2 separate regions of the Mus musculus genome follow, and region 2 is linked to region 1. Evidence: chromatin contacts called from public HiChIP or PLAC-seq data. All regions are on one chromosome and are shown on one strand. The core of a region is the stretch at or near the end of the contact, and the rest is flanking DNA. Distances in the headings are between cores, read along the strand shown. Region 1 holds the start of Mdfi (MyoD family inhibitor). Region 2 overlaps Foxp4 (forkhead box P4).

Region 1 (6,036 bases), core at 3,481-5,980:
CATGTTGCTGGACACAAGGGGTGTGCAGCGCTGCAGTGGCCTGGCTTTGTGTGAGTCTACTGAGAAAGACTGGAGGGGAGGGGCTTGCTCTGCTCGGAAGCGTCTTGGGGCTGCAGAGCCTGTGCAGTGGCTTCTTGTCATCTTGGTTATTTAGAGAGCTCTGGAAGGGAGATAGCAGAACATGGGACTAGGAGGCTCTGTTCCCATGTGACTTGTATGAAGCCCCTTCTCTTCTTGGTGAGCTTTCACTGCACCGTAGCAGAGGAAATATAGAGTGGAAAGGGGACTTTTCCAGAGGACCCGAGTTCAGATCCCAGCACTCACATCCTGCGGATCACAGCTGCTTGAAACTGCAGCTCCAGGGAAGGGCAGAGGGTCTCCAGTCTACAGCCTCCCTGTGGTGGTTTGAATATGCTTGGCCCATGGGAAGTGCTACTGTTAGGAGGGGTGGCCTCATTGGAGGAAGTGTGTCACTGTGGGGGTGGGCTTTCAGGTCCTGTGCTTAAGTTCCACCCAGTTTGGAAGACAGAATCTCTCCTGGCTGCCTTCAGATCAAGTTATAAAACTCTCAGCTCCTTCTTCAGCACCATGCCTGCCCGGATGCTGCCATGTTCCCACCATGATGATAATGGACTGAACCTCTGAACCTGTAAGCCAGTCCCAATTAAAGTTGTCCTTTATCAGAGTTGCCTTGGTCATGGTGTCTCTTCACAGCAATGAAATCCTAACTAAGACACTCCCCAAGAATGTGCCCCCGTGTGTGTGTGTGTGTGTGTGTGTGTGTGTGTGTACACTCATGCACATAGACAAATACACATACCTGTAATTAAAAACAACAAAAAGGAATCTTTAAAAAAAAAAAGAAATATTGCTATATTTCTTTCTAGAAATACAGGCTGGGCAGATGGGAGCAGTTAATGTGTGAGGATGGGAGTTTGGCTCCCATGTAAATGCTGGTTGGGGCACAGAGGCCTGCCCTGGGCTTCAGCCTCAAAAGGTAGAGTCTGGGGAGCCCTGGTACAAGCTGGCTAGCAAGACTAGCCATATCTGTGAGCCATAGGTATGATGGAGAAGAGACCTTTCCGCAATGAGTAGCATGAAAGAGGAAAGCCTGCATCAATCTTAGGTCTCAGCAACCATGGGATGCACAACAATACATGTCTATGCACCCACACATATGTATGCATACCATGTACAAGCATGAATAAAATAAGAGAAACCAGGCAGGTGCCAAAAGTCCTTAATCCCAGCACTTGGGAGGCAGAGGCAGATGGATTTCTGTGAGTTGAAGGCCAGCCTGGTCTACATAGGAAAAAGGAGTTGCCCAGATGTTGGGGAACATGGTCCAGGCAGATGGGGGTGCCAGGTCCTAGGCTGAATTTTCCTCTGTACTTAACAGTTGGTTTCAAGAAAGCTGGGTGGTGAAGACACACACCTTTAATCCTAGCACTGGGATGGCAGAGGCAGGAGGATGGCAGTGAGTTCTAAGCTAGCCTGGTCTACAGAGTGAGTTCCAGGTTAGAGAAGCTCTGTCTTGGAAAATAAAAGGTGGGAGGGGGGGGAAGGAGGGAGGGAGGGAGGAAGGGAGGGAGGAAGGAAGGAAGGAAGGAAGGAAGGAAGGAAGGAAGGAAGGAAGGAAGGAAGGAAGGAAGGAAGGAGCTATGCCTGGGTAGCAACGCCACATGAAATGTGTCTTAGGTAGCCTGGCCAAGTCCCTTAGGAGGAGACAGTACCAGGGCAAGACTAGGTGGACCATTTGGCTCAGGTGCAGATGTCAAAAGGGCATCCAACCCTGTTTATCTCACTTCAGTCAGAATGGCTGTCATCAAGGGGCACGGGAGAAGCCACTAATGCAGGCTAGGTGCCCTTATTCACTGCCAGTGGGAATGTGGTCCTGCACCAGATGGAAAACCATGTAGAGGCTCCTCAACACACTGAACGCAAGCTTCTGCTGGTGTCTAACCCCAGCTATACCCTTCCTGGAATGCACCTGAAGGACCGCAGAGACACTCGCTCACCGCTCACCGTGTTTACTGCTGTGCTGTTCATAGAGGAAGCAACCACCCTTGATGCTCGTTGACGGATAAATGGATTTCGAAAATCTGGCTCACACATACAATAGGATTCTATGCAGCCCTGGAGGAACGTGGAACCGTGATGTTTGCGGGGGAAATGGCTAAAACTGGAAACTATGTTAAGCAGAACAAGGCAGGCTCAGAAAGACAAACACTGCACATCTTCTCTCAGAGGTGGAGCCTTGGTTTAAGATGACACATATGGGTACAGCCGTGTATGTGTATGTATCTACAGATATGCATATGCATGTGATGAAACTCCAGGAAAGGGGATAGAAAAAGATGTGAAGGGAGCTAGAGAGGAGCAAGGGTCTGGGAATAAATATAAGAAAGAGGCAACCAGCTAAAGGGGGCAAAGGAGATGGCAGTGGGGGAGGGGAACGAGTCGGAAGAATGACACATGATGAAACTCATTATTTTATATAATACTCTAAGAATTAAAAGTACTAGCAATAGTGGGGCTTAGGGATATACACCTCCCAGCCCTTGGGAGGCAAAGCAAGTGTTTGAGGCTAGCCTGATCTACATAGTGTGTTCCAGGCCAGCCATGGCAACATTGTGAGACCCTGTCTCAAAAATAATATAATGATAAGAAACAACTCGATGAAGCAAGGCATAGTGGTGCTCACCTGTAATCCCAGCATCTAGGGTGCTGTGGCCAGAGGGTCAGGAGGCTCAAGCCAGCTTGTTGACACAACGAGATTCTGTGTCACCTTGATCCCTCCTTACCAAAATGCTGCTTTTTTTTTCTTTTTCAAATACTAGGTACCATACCAAAAGGCTCATGGTGGGAAGATAGCTCAGTGGGAAGAGTGCTGGCCCAGCATACAGGAAACCTCATCTCTAGAGCCCCTCAAAGCAGATGTGGGGCCCAGTAATCAGAGCGCTTGGGAAGTAGGAGCAGCAGCTCATCACAGAGGACTTTGTGGCCACACTGGACTGCATGTTGTCCCAACAACAGGAAGTTCCCGCACCACAAGTACCCTTGTGATACTTGGTACAGTATCACAAATGCTGTTGTCTAGTTCTTCTGATTGCTGTGTCCTCAAAGGGGGCACATCTGTGTGACTAGCGTGCATGAGGTGAAGGTGTTTCTGCACACAGATGTAAAGGTAGACTTCTGACGGGGTAGGGGGGGTGGGGCGCTTTGACATCCTCCTGGACGACCTAGAAACAAAGAGGCTCAAGGATTGCGTTAGTCCCAGAGGCCCTGATCTGAAACAGAAAAACTTAAAAAGGCGGGGCGCTGAAGCTAAGGAGAGACTGGGGAGCTGCTTTTGAAGGCAGGTGAGGCCCGGCCTACCGGCTCAGGTAAGCCGGGAAGAATGCAGCAGCCGCCAAACCCTCCCGCGGGCGCGTCGCAGTGACTCAGCCGCTACCAGGAAGGAGGAGTGCTCCCAAACTCTGCGACGCCCCCAGACAGCAGCCTGACCTCCGAGGCTCTAGGGCGCCAAGTCTCCCGCAGCGAGCATCTAGACGTCCAGGGCGGGACTCCCTCCCGTCCCACTTTCCCCCCAGCGCAGCCACCCCTGCCTATCCCCGGAACGTGGCCGAGGGCGGTGAGAGAGCTGCGGGCGCCGTGGGGGCCACGCGGGTCCCGGCCCCGACGGCGCCCAGAAGACCTACAAGAGCTGTAAGTAGTGACTTCGAGGACTGGGAGGCGACCGAGGGGGAGCTCCATCTTTGGCGTCCCAGCTTTCCTCTCGGTTGTAACGCAGGCTGAGAGGAGGTGTCCTGGCGCCGCCGCCTCCCTAATTAGCTCTGGTGGTGTGGACCCAGACGCCGCCGGGCTTGGAGGCAGCTCAGGTCCAGTGTGAGTCCCAGAGGGACTTCTCACCTGAGAATCACCTCCACGGACCTGCCAAGCCCCACCTGGCTGCCTACAAGCTCCTGGGGTCACTCTGAGGGTCTCCGAGCCCCCCCCCCACTTTTTGGTGACAGTTCCTCCGCACAGCCAGAGCTTACCATACCAGCCGGATCAACAGACTGGCCTCTCCTCAATTCCTTCTACACTCACCCTCGTGTGAGAAAGTTGGAGTGACAGCCTGGTGATGGGCAGTCTGTCTAAAATGAATTCCCGTGTCCAACTGGCACTGGCGGGGATGGCGGGCCTTGGGGGTGTTTTTGGCTGCTATGGGACCAGGAGGCTGATGCGACACCAGCCCAGCTTCCCGGAGAGCCAGTTTCTGACGGACTGAGCCCCTAACTCCAGGCACCCAGCTCCGAAATGGAAATCCAGGACTTGAACAAAGGGCACCAAAAGAACTAGATTGCTCTGATCTTCGGGACAACGCGATTTGAGGGCTACTACTATTCAGACCATTGTCCCAGGATGATTGTGACTTCTTTCTTTTGATATTCTGGAAACTTTTACAAAGTTTAAGACCGAAGGAAAACATGCGGCCCCTTGTGCAAGCCGCGAGGTTCTCCCGGCCCTGGGTAGGCGGAGATCTGGGGAGACTGGAGATCCTGGCTCTGAGCGAGGGGAGGAAACCAGACGAGCTGGCTTCCTGTGGGGGCTCAGGCCTCGGACGCCCCGCGGACAGACGTGTCCTGCCCTGGCAGCAGCGAGTCCCGCACGGGGGAGGGGACGCCTGAGGGGGGCTGAGACAGCGAGGAGGGGGCGGGGACGGGGTGGGCCAGGGAAGAGGGGAGGAGCGAGGGGGCTGGAACGAGAGAAGGAAGAAGGAAGGGGCGATCGGTGGGTGCGAGCTGGCGCTGGAATGGGAGCCAAGAGCGAGTGAGCGGGGAGGGGGCGCGGGCGACACCCAGGTGTCGCATGGCGGGGTCCACGAGGTGACCTGCCTAGGCCAGCAGCGCGCAGCTTGCACGAGTATGCGCTAGGGCACCCACTCCGTTTCCCCACGCACACGCGAGGGAGGCCTGCCCCGCCCGCTGAGCGCTGTTTTCTCCAGGTCCCAGGCCGATGTCCCAGGTGAGCGGTCAGTGCCCTTCTCGCTGCGACGCGCCTCATGGAGTCCCCAGCGCTGCCCTGGACCCAGGTAGGAGCGGGAATGGAGATCGAAGGTTAGACCAGAGTGGTGTGGAGGCTGAGAGAAGTTTTGGGGGTGGGGTTGTTGGTCCTCTTGGAGACGTACAGGCGGATGGCTCCCAGGAGCTTGGGTGGGGGTGGGGATGGGAAGTCTCAGTATTGGGGACCAGGTCCAAGGGGATAAGAGGGGAGTAGAGGGCTAGGGTGAGGAGGCAGGGCCCGGAGCAGGCGGCCATGGCTGTGCAGAGTTGGCTCCAACTCCCCCTAGCCCCAGCTACACACACACACACACACACACACACACACACACACACACACTCCGTGATGTCTGCGATGTCTGCCCATAATATTGGGATTTGTGGCCGAACCATTTCTGCCCAGTGTGTAAATATTTATGAGGGCCTTAGGCGGGGTGTGTGGCAGGGAGGGGGGGGCAGTGTCTGAGTCTCTCTTCTTCCCTTCCCCCAAACTAAGCAGAATGTAGCTGGAGCGCTCTTTGAAAACTTTTGTCTCAGCAACTAGTGGTTAGGAACCTGGCCCCTTCTCTCCTTCTTGCTAGCTGAAATTCCCTCCCGTCAGTCCCTACCCTACCCTATATGGGACTCACGCTGGCACACACACACACACACACACACACACACACACACACAATCTACAACGTAGTAAAATGTCCCTTCCCCCACCTCAGAGGCTAAACTACCCTGATTGCCCCAGGAGCCTACAGACTAAGGAAGAGAGTGTGGTTCCCTGGGGGCACCTCTGCCAATTTAGCCTTCCAACCCCCGGCCCTCACAGTCTAGAGTTTCCTAGAGGCTCATATGGACATCCAGATTCGTTCAGAGTCAGAGTGGCCAGGGTGCAGAGGTGTAGGCCCAGGTTTCCTGACTTAAGCCCCTATTTGGGCTCAGTCAGAGGCCCTGCCTTCCTCCCACCAAAACCAACCTCTCCTTTCCCCAACACTGTCAGTAA
Region 2 (6,156 bases), core at 2,655-5,154, 65 kb before region 1:
ATGTAACATTTGTGAAAGTGTGTGTGTGTGTGCGTGCATGGGTGCACGTGTATATGCAATGTTCATATGCCACTGTGCATTCATTTATGAAGCTTCAGAGAGTTCTTTTCTTCCACCATGTGTGACTGAGGATCAAAGAGTCCTCAGGGATATATGGTCCTTGGGAGTGGGTGGGCAATCTCCTCTCCCTTCTTAAGCAGTCACTGTGGGAAGCAACCCACCGAGTCTGTGCTTTCTGATGGATGGAGCAGAATCACACACACACACACATATATACACACACATATATACACACACAGTATATGTATATGTATATGTATATGTATATGTATATGTATATGTATATGTATATGTATATGTATATGATCACCAAATGTGGGCTGGAGAGGTGACCCAGCAGTTAACATTTGTTGCTCTTGCAGACTTAGGCTTCATTCACAGTACCGGTATGCAACTCAATTATCTCCAACTCCAGTCTCAGGGGATTTGGTGCCCTCTTCTGGCCTCTGTAGGCACCTGCACTCAATATAAAATACACATAATTAAAAATAAATATTAAAAAGATGTACCCCTAGAAGTTTCCGGAGGCCACATGATTCATAGCGCTATTTTTGGACCTCACCACATCTCTTTGCAAAGAGATCTAGGCACAATTTCAATTGTGCCCTGCAGGTTAGAACAGCCACCTAAACTGGAAACTTTCATTAAAAATAAATAAATAAATAAAACCCTTGGGGACAGCAAAATGACTAAGGCTTGCCACCTAGCCTGACAGCTTGAGTTCAATTCCTAGGACCCACAAGGTAGAAGGAACAAATTGACTCTAAAAAGCTGTCTCCTGTGCTCCACACGTGCACTGTGGCTCCTGTACACACATACATACTCACAAAATAAGTAAATACATAAAATGTAATTTCCAAAAGCAAAATAGAAAGCTTGCCACGAGGCATAAACACAACCCTCTGGGTAACTGGGGAGATGTTTGGGTGAGAGAGACAGAATTGTCCGTACTGATCAAGTTTCTGGGCTCTGCCCTGGACAGAGGCCACGACTTCCCATCACAATTCCACGGTCCAATTGTTCCTGTTTGTCTTAAGTACCAAAGTCCTGGAAAATCCTGTATTGGCTTCTTCACAAATAAACCAGGATGGGGATTTGGAGGCCGGCAGCAGAGGTCCGTTTTATCCATTTGGGCTCACCGTGGGCGAAGAGCCCAGGCCCAAGGAAAATATGTGAGATTTTTAAAAAAAAAAAAAAAAAAAAAAAGGAAGAAAGAAAGAAAGAAAGTTTCATTGGCTCTAAAACTATGAAATTTTCAAGTAAAGTGAAACCATAGTCTGAGGGTTGTTCTCCCACTTCTAACAGACAAATGGAGGCTGTGCCCCCCCCCCCCCCGCCCCCAATACAGATGTTATTATTGGTGGGGTAAGCAAACTGGAGAAAAGGAAGTTGCTCTGTTGGGTCTTACCCGCCTTTCAGCCACAAGCAGGAAGTCTCGGAAGACAGCTTTTGGATTCACCCTGTCGTTAAATGTCATTAAGTTACCTTGCCCTCCCTGGGGAGGGGGCCATGTCATTCCCACATCATGGAAGGCAGCACTGACAAGCTTCCGGGTGCCTCCTTCAGGGCTGAGCCCTCCCTCCTCGTGGCTCCCACTACAGGCACCCAGTCACCTACCTGCCTGTGGAAGGAAGAACTCACACACAGTAGCTGCTAAACACATGTGTGAATGCTTGGTGAGCAAGAATACTTCTTGCTTGGCTGTAAGGGTCTCTCTCTCTCTCTTTCTCTCTCTCAAGATTTATTTATTTTATGTATACGAGTGTACTGTAGCTGTCTTAAGAAGGCATCTGATTCCATTACAGATGGTTGTGAGCCACCATGTGGTTGCTGGGAATTGAACTCAGGACCTCTGGAAGAGCAGTTAGTGCTCTTAACCGTTGATCCATCTCTCCAGCCCTGTAAGGGTCTCTTAAACAAGAAAAAGATGCAAGATCCGTGACACGATGAGTCGTTTGCTGAGTAAGCCCAAGCCCCAGAGGCCATAGTGGGAGAAGAAAGTTATCCACGCGCTTACAGCGTGGCACCTGCGCACCGGCTGCACGTACATACACACTAACAGTAAAAATTAAAGAATGCAGAAAACAAAAGTAACTGTAAAGCCAAGTGTAGTCACACATGCTAATAATCCCAGCACCCAGGAGGCTGAGGCCAGAGCATCTCAGGTTTAAGAACAGTCTGGGCTACTTGGCGAGACCCTGGTCAAACCTCAGTGGTCCTGGGGCTCTGGAGATGGCTGAGTGGAGACAGTACATGCATGAGAACCTGAGCTTGGATCCCTGGCACCCACGTACATGTTGGGTGTCATGGGACAAACCTGTAATCCCAGCATAGTGTGTTTTTGGGTGACAGAGAGAGGAGTCCCCGGATACCACTGGCCATTTAGTCTAGGTGAAACTGTAAGTCCCAGGTTCAGTGAGAGACACTGTCTCAAGAAGGGGAGGATCCATAGGGGCCTGGGGGTTGATACAATGTGAATACATTGTATACAGGTCCATCACCCTTGAAGAATAGCTGGATGACATTTAAAACACTAATGTGGTAAAGCAGTTGAGGTAGATATCCCACTGTCAGCCGCTGACCTCAACACAGAAACCTGCACAGGTGAGCAGGCAGGCACACCCATGTAAACACACACACACACACACACACACACACACACACACACACACACAGAGGTGCACAAGCATCTCTGCAGAGCACAGTGGTACATGATGAAGTAGAGACTGGACACTGAATCCCTGTGTCAGAAAAAGGAGCACAGGGAGGGAGGCTCTGCCCACTGCCCTAGGAGGCCACTCTTAGTGCCTGCTTAGAGGCAGAGGCTTGACAGAATAAGTCTGCAGGCCACATTTTGTCATCTTGCCTTCCAGGGTGTCCCATCCCTGATCCCTTTTTTGTGGGTCCCTGTCTGTCTGCTGTGAGTAAACAAATCTAGTCCTGGCCTTTAAGAGTAATGAGTTGAGAGACAGCCAGACAGGGCTGTCAGACATCAGGCGGTGGCAGGACAGAGCAAACAGTGCTGAAGAGGGCAGCCACGTCACTTCAGAGCAAGAGCTGGTGCTCCATCTCCATGCAACCACAGGCTGCGACCTTGTTTAAACAGAGGTGAAGGGGTGACCCGGCTTAGCTGCCAGGCCAGTTCTGGCTGCACAGAGTCCCTTGCTACCTCATTTCAGTATTTCCCAGAGCCTTTATTAGTAACAGAGCCACTGGCATGCCAAGCTCTGTTGTCACTCTGGGGCTCTCCTCACATCAACTGCTGTGCTCTGTGGAGACTCCATCCTGTGAAGGTGGTGTGGGAGGACCACAGACCTTTGGGATCCATTAGCAGAAACACTAGCACAGTTGGTAGAGCGCTTGCCCTGCATACCTAGTGCCATGGGTTCAATCCTCAGCGTAAACTGCGCACAATGTCACAGGCCTATAGCACCTGGACTTGAAAGGTGGAAACAAAAACCTAAGAAGTTCAAGGCCATCTGCCACCATATTGAGTTGCAGGTCACCCTGAACAAGTAATGGTGGAGCCTTATTTTGCCTCTGCTACTGAAAAGGCTGTGTGGAGCCACAGGTGCCCTTTGGGTTTGGGCTGTGAGAGGTGTGCCCCTGGTTTTGGAAGATTTTAGGGTCTGGTCCTGGTGTGCTGGCAGCCAGCTGGACTTGGAGCCAGGCAGGCTGAACTGGCAGGGTGGGGGATTCGGAGCCTCCGGCCACACCGAGCTGAAAGGGCTGGGCCCCCAGCCCCAGCGTTCCCATTGTCCTTGGGTTGCAGGGGTGACAGGTCAGGGAGGGTCACCAGAGGGTTGCCTAGCGTCTGGGAACTCCCCCTTCAGTTGCCACAGCAACCGGGCCAAATCCCACCCTGGTCACATCCTGTGAGGGAGATTCAAAAGGGTTGGGGGGCTCAGCACAGTAATGGGCTTTTAACTCACCCCCTCCAAAGAGAAAGAGATGGGGGGGTTAGGGAGTCAGGGGGTTGGGGGAGGGGAGAAGAAGAATAGAAAGTCTTTTCCTCCATCTGGCCCGCTTCTGCCCAAGCTACTTAGAAGGGCTGGGTGGAAAGAGAGCTTCCAGTGGGGATCAGCCCCGCCCCAGTGCACACTGGCTGCCAACAGTTGTCTGAAGGCTTCCTGCTGGTCAGGGGCCCGTGTCTTCAGGACTCCCTGCCTCATGCACTGAATTCCTCTGCTTCAGCTCTGGTCCCTGCAGCTAACTTCTCTTTGTCCAACTGGAGATGGAGCCCCTCCCCAGAGGAGCTGGGGTGTCCAAAGAGATACTACCCAGGGTACAGTACCCAAGGCACTCACTCACTGTCCCTCAGCTCCAAAAAGGCAGAAAAGGTAGAATTAGTAAGCCAAAGGTCACCCTTCTGCCAAGAGGTAGCCTGCCTCCCTTTAGGAGAAAGGAAAGGACCCAAGGCTTGGGGGAGGGACTCCCCTTTCCATGGCAGAGGATTCATCCCCACTGAGGAGGATTGAGGGGCTGGAGGAAGATTTGGGGGATCTTTTTCACCTGAAGGCAATGGGCTTATGGTAGGGTTGTGGGGGGGGGAGAATTGTATTCTAGCCACCCATAGGGCTCCCCTAAAACCTTCAGTGGGAGCTGGTGTTGCTTTGAGATGCTCTAATAGGAGCCCTGGGGGAAAGAAGGGATCTGGCAGTTTGTAGTCTAATCCCAGTCCCCTATAGAATTAGCTGGGGCCAGGCAGGGCGGAATAGACCCACTTCCAGAGAATTCTACAGCTAAGACAGAGGACCTGACTATGAACCGCCCTCTCCACCTCTGCACTTTCGGCCCTTGTTGGTGTCTAGATACCATCCCTTCAACCATTGGGACTGACATCCTGTCTCTTGCAACACTGTGACACTATGCCAAGCTGGCTCTGACTGTCACTGGGAGCTGAGCTCACCTGTGCTGAAGGATGGGGAACCTCCCAAAGACCAAGTCCTTTCTGTACTGCAGACTCCTGGCTGCTCTGCCCCTGCAGAGGCCGACCTCTGCGCGAAGAGGGAGCCCTCTGTGGAGTAGGCAGGGAGACTCGGCGACTGTACCATGACATGATGTCTCCCACCCTCGAGGGCTCTGCCTGTGTGAGCTTCGCTGGGTTTCATTTTAATGGTTCTAATTTGAGAATGTGCCGATGTCATTTTTACGAGGTTGGTGTAAAACAACAAAAAAAAAAATTTACAGCCTTTTCCAAAAAGCTTGAGAGAGAGAGAGAGAGAGAGAGAGAGAGAGAGAGAGAGAAAGGTCTCCAAGGGAAGAAAAATAGTATTACTTTGGGGGTTTTATAGTCTTTCCCACCACACGATTTTTGCCCCCCACACACACACACACACACCATTCCCCACCACCCCCCGTATAATTTCATCTTTACGTCTCTTCATTGGTGGACAAAGCCTGACTGGTCAAGAACCTGTGTCAGTTCCTGAGGTTAGTTCCCTCTGTGGTGCCCGACCCCCTTTCCCTGCACCCCCTCTCATCTGTCTGAAAAGAGTTTTGAGGAATGGGTGAGCATGTAGGAACACTTATTAGATGCCTGCTGTTTACTAGCGGGGGAGGGGGGGTGCCAGGTATCACTTTCTGCTCAAAGTCTTCCAGAGGATTCCCCCATCTCCAGTGTCGAATGAGGTGACCTTCATCCGACCGGCCTGGCATGCAGGTGCGCAAGAGGCTGAGGGAGGAAAGTCATACGCTTAAGGTTAGTCCACAAATAGCAGGATTTTGTCTTAAAAACAGAAATAGATGGGGCTAGAGAGATGGCTGAGTGTTTTAACAGCACTGACTTTCTCCTTGAGGGTTGGGGTTTGATTCTTAGCACCTACATGTTGACTCACAACTGTCTGTAATCCGATGCCCTCTTCTGACCTCTGTGGGCACCAGGCACATATGTGGTACATAGACACACATGCAGGCAAAGACAAACAAAAAAGACCATGCACACTAAGAGAAAAGACTATTAAAGATGGGCTGGAAAGATAGAAGGGGGCTGGAGAGATGGCTCAGTGGTTAAGAGCAATGACTGCTCTTCTAGAGGTTCTGAGTTCAATTCCCAGCAACTACATGGTGGCTCACAACCATCTGTAATGGGATCTG

What was found. HiChIP or PLAC-seq counts read pairs in DNA pulled down with a chosen protein or histone mark.
Region 2: an H3K4me3 HiChIP or PLAC-seq map of embryonic stem cells shows a contact between it and region 1, with 18 read pairs. The contact joins the enhancer-like site here to the promoter of Mdfi in region 1. A contact is called at or near these places in 7 of 39 promoter capture datasets (the C10 cell line, cranial neural crest, embryonic stem cells and 3 more) and 2 of 115 datasets of contacts at active chromatin or transcription factors (both in embryonic stem cells).

What each region holds. Positions count from the first base shown.
Region 1 is chr17:47,831,985-47,838,020 of GRCm38.p6, reverse strand. Mdfi (MyoD family inhibitor) reads left to right here and starts at 4,730. Exons shown (of 4, transcript NM_001276390.1): 1 at 4,730-5,077. The coding sequence starts at 5,002.
Region 2 is chr17:47,896,314-47,902,469 of GRCm38.p6, reverse strand. All of the region lies in intron 2 of Foxp4 (forkhead box P4), which reads left to right. Among named protein-coding and RNA genes, the nearest start is that of Foxp4, 25 kb to the left of the region's middle. Within about 2 kb of position 3,904, at least 61 of the 459 cell types and tissues checked have an H3K27ac peak or open chromatin away from gene starts, as enhancers often do. A contact at or near this core is called in embryonic stem cells, where this site is marked.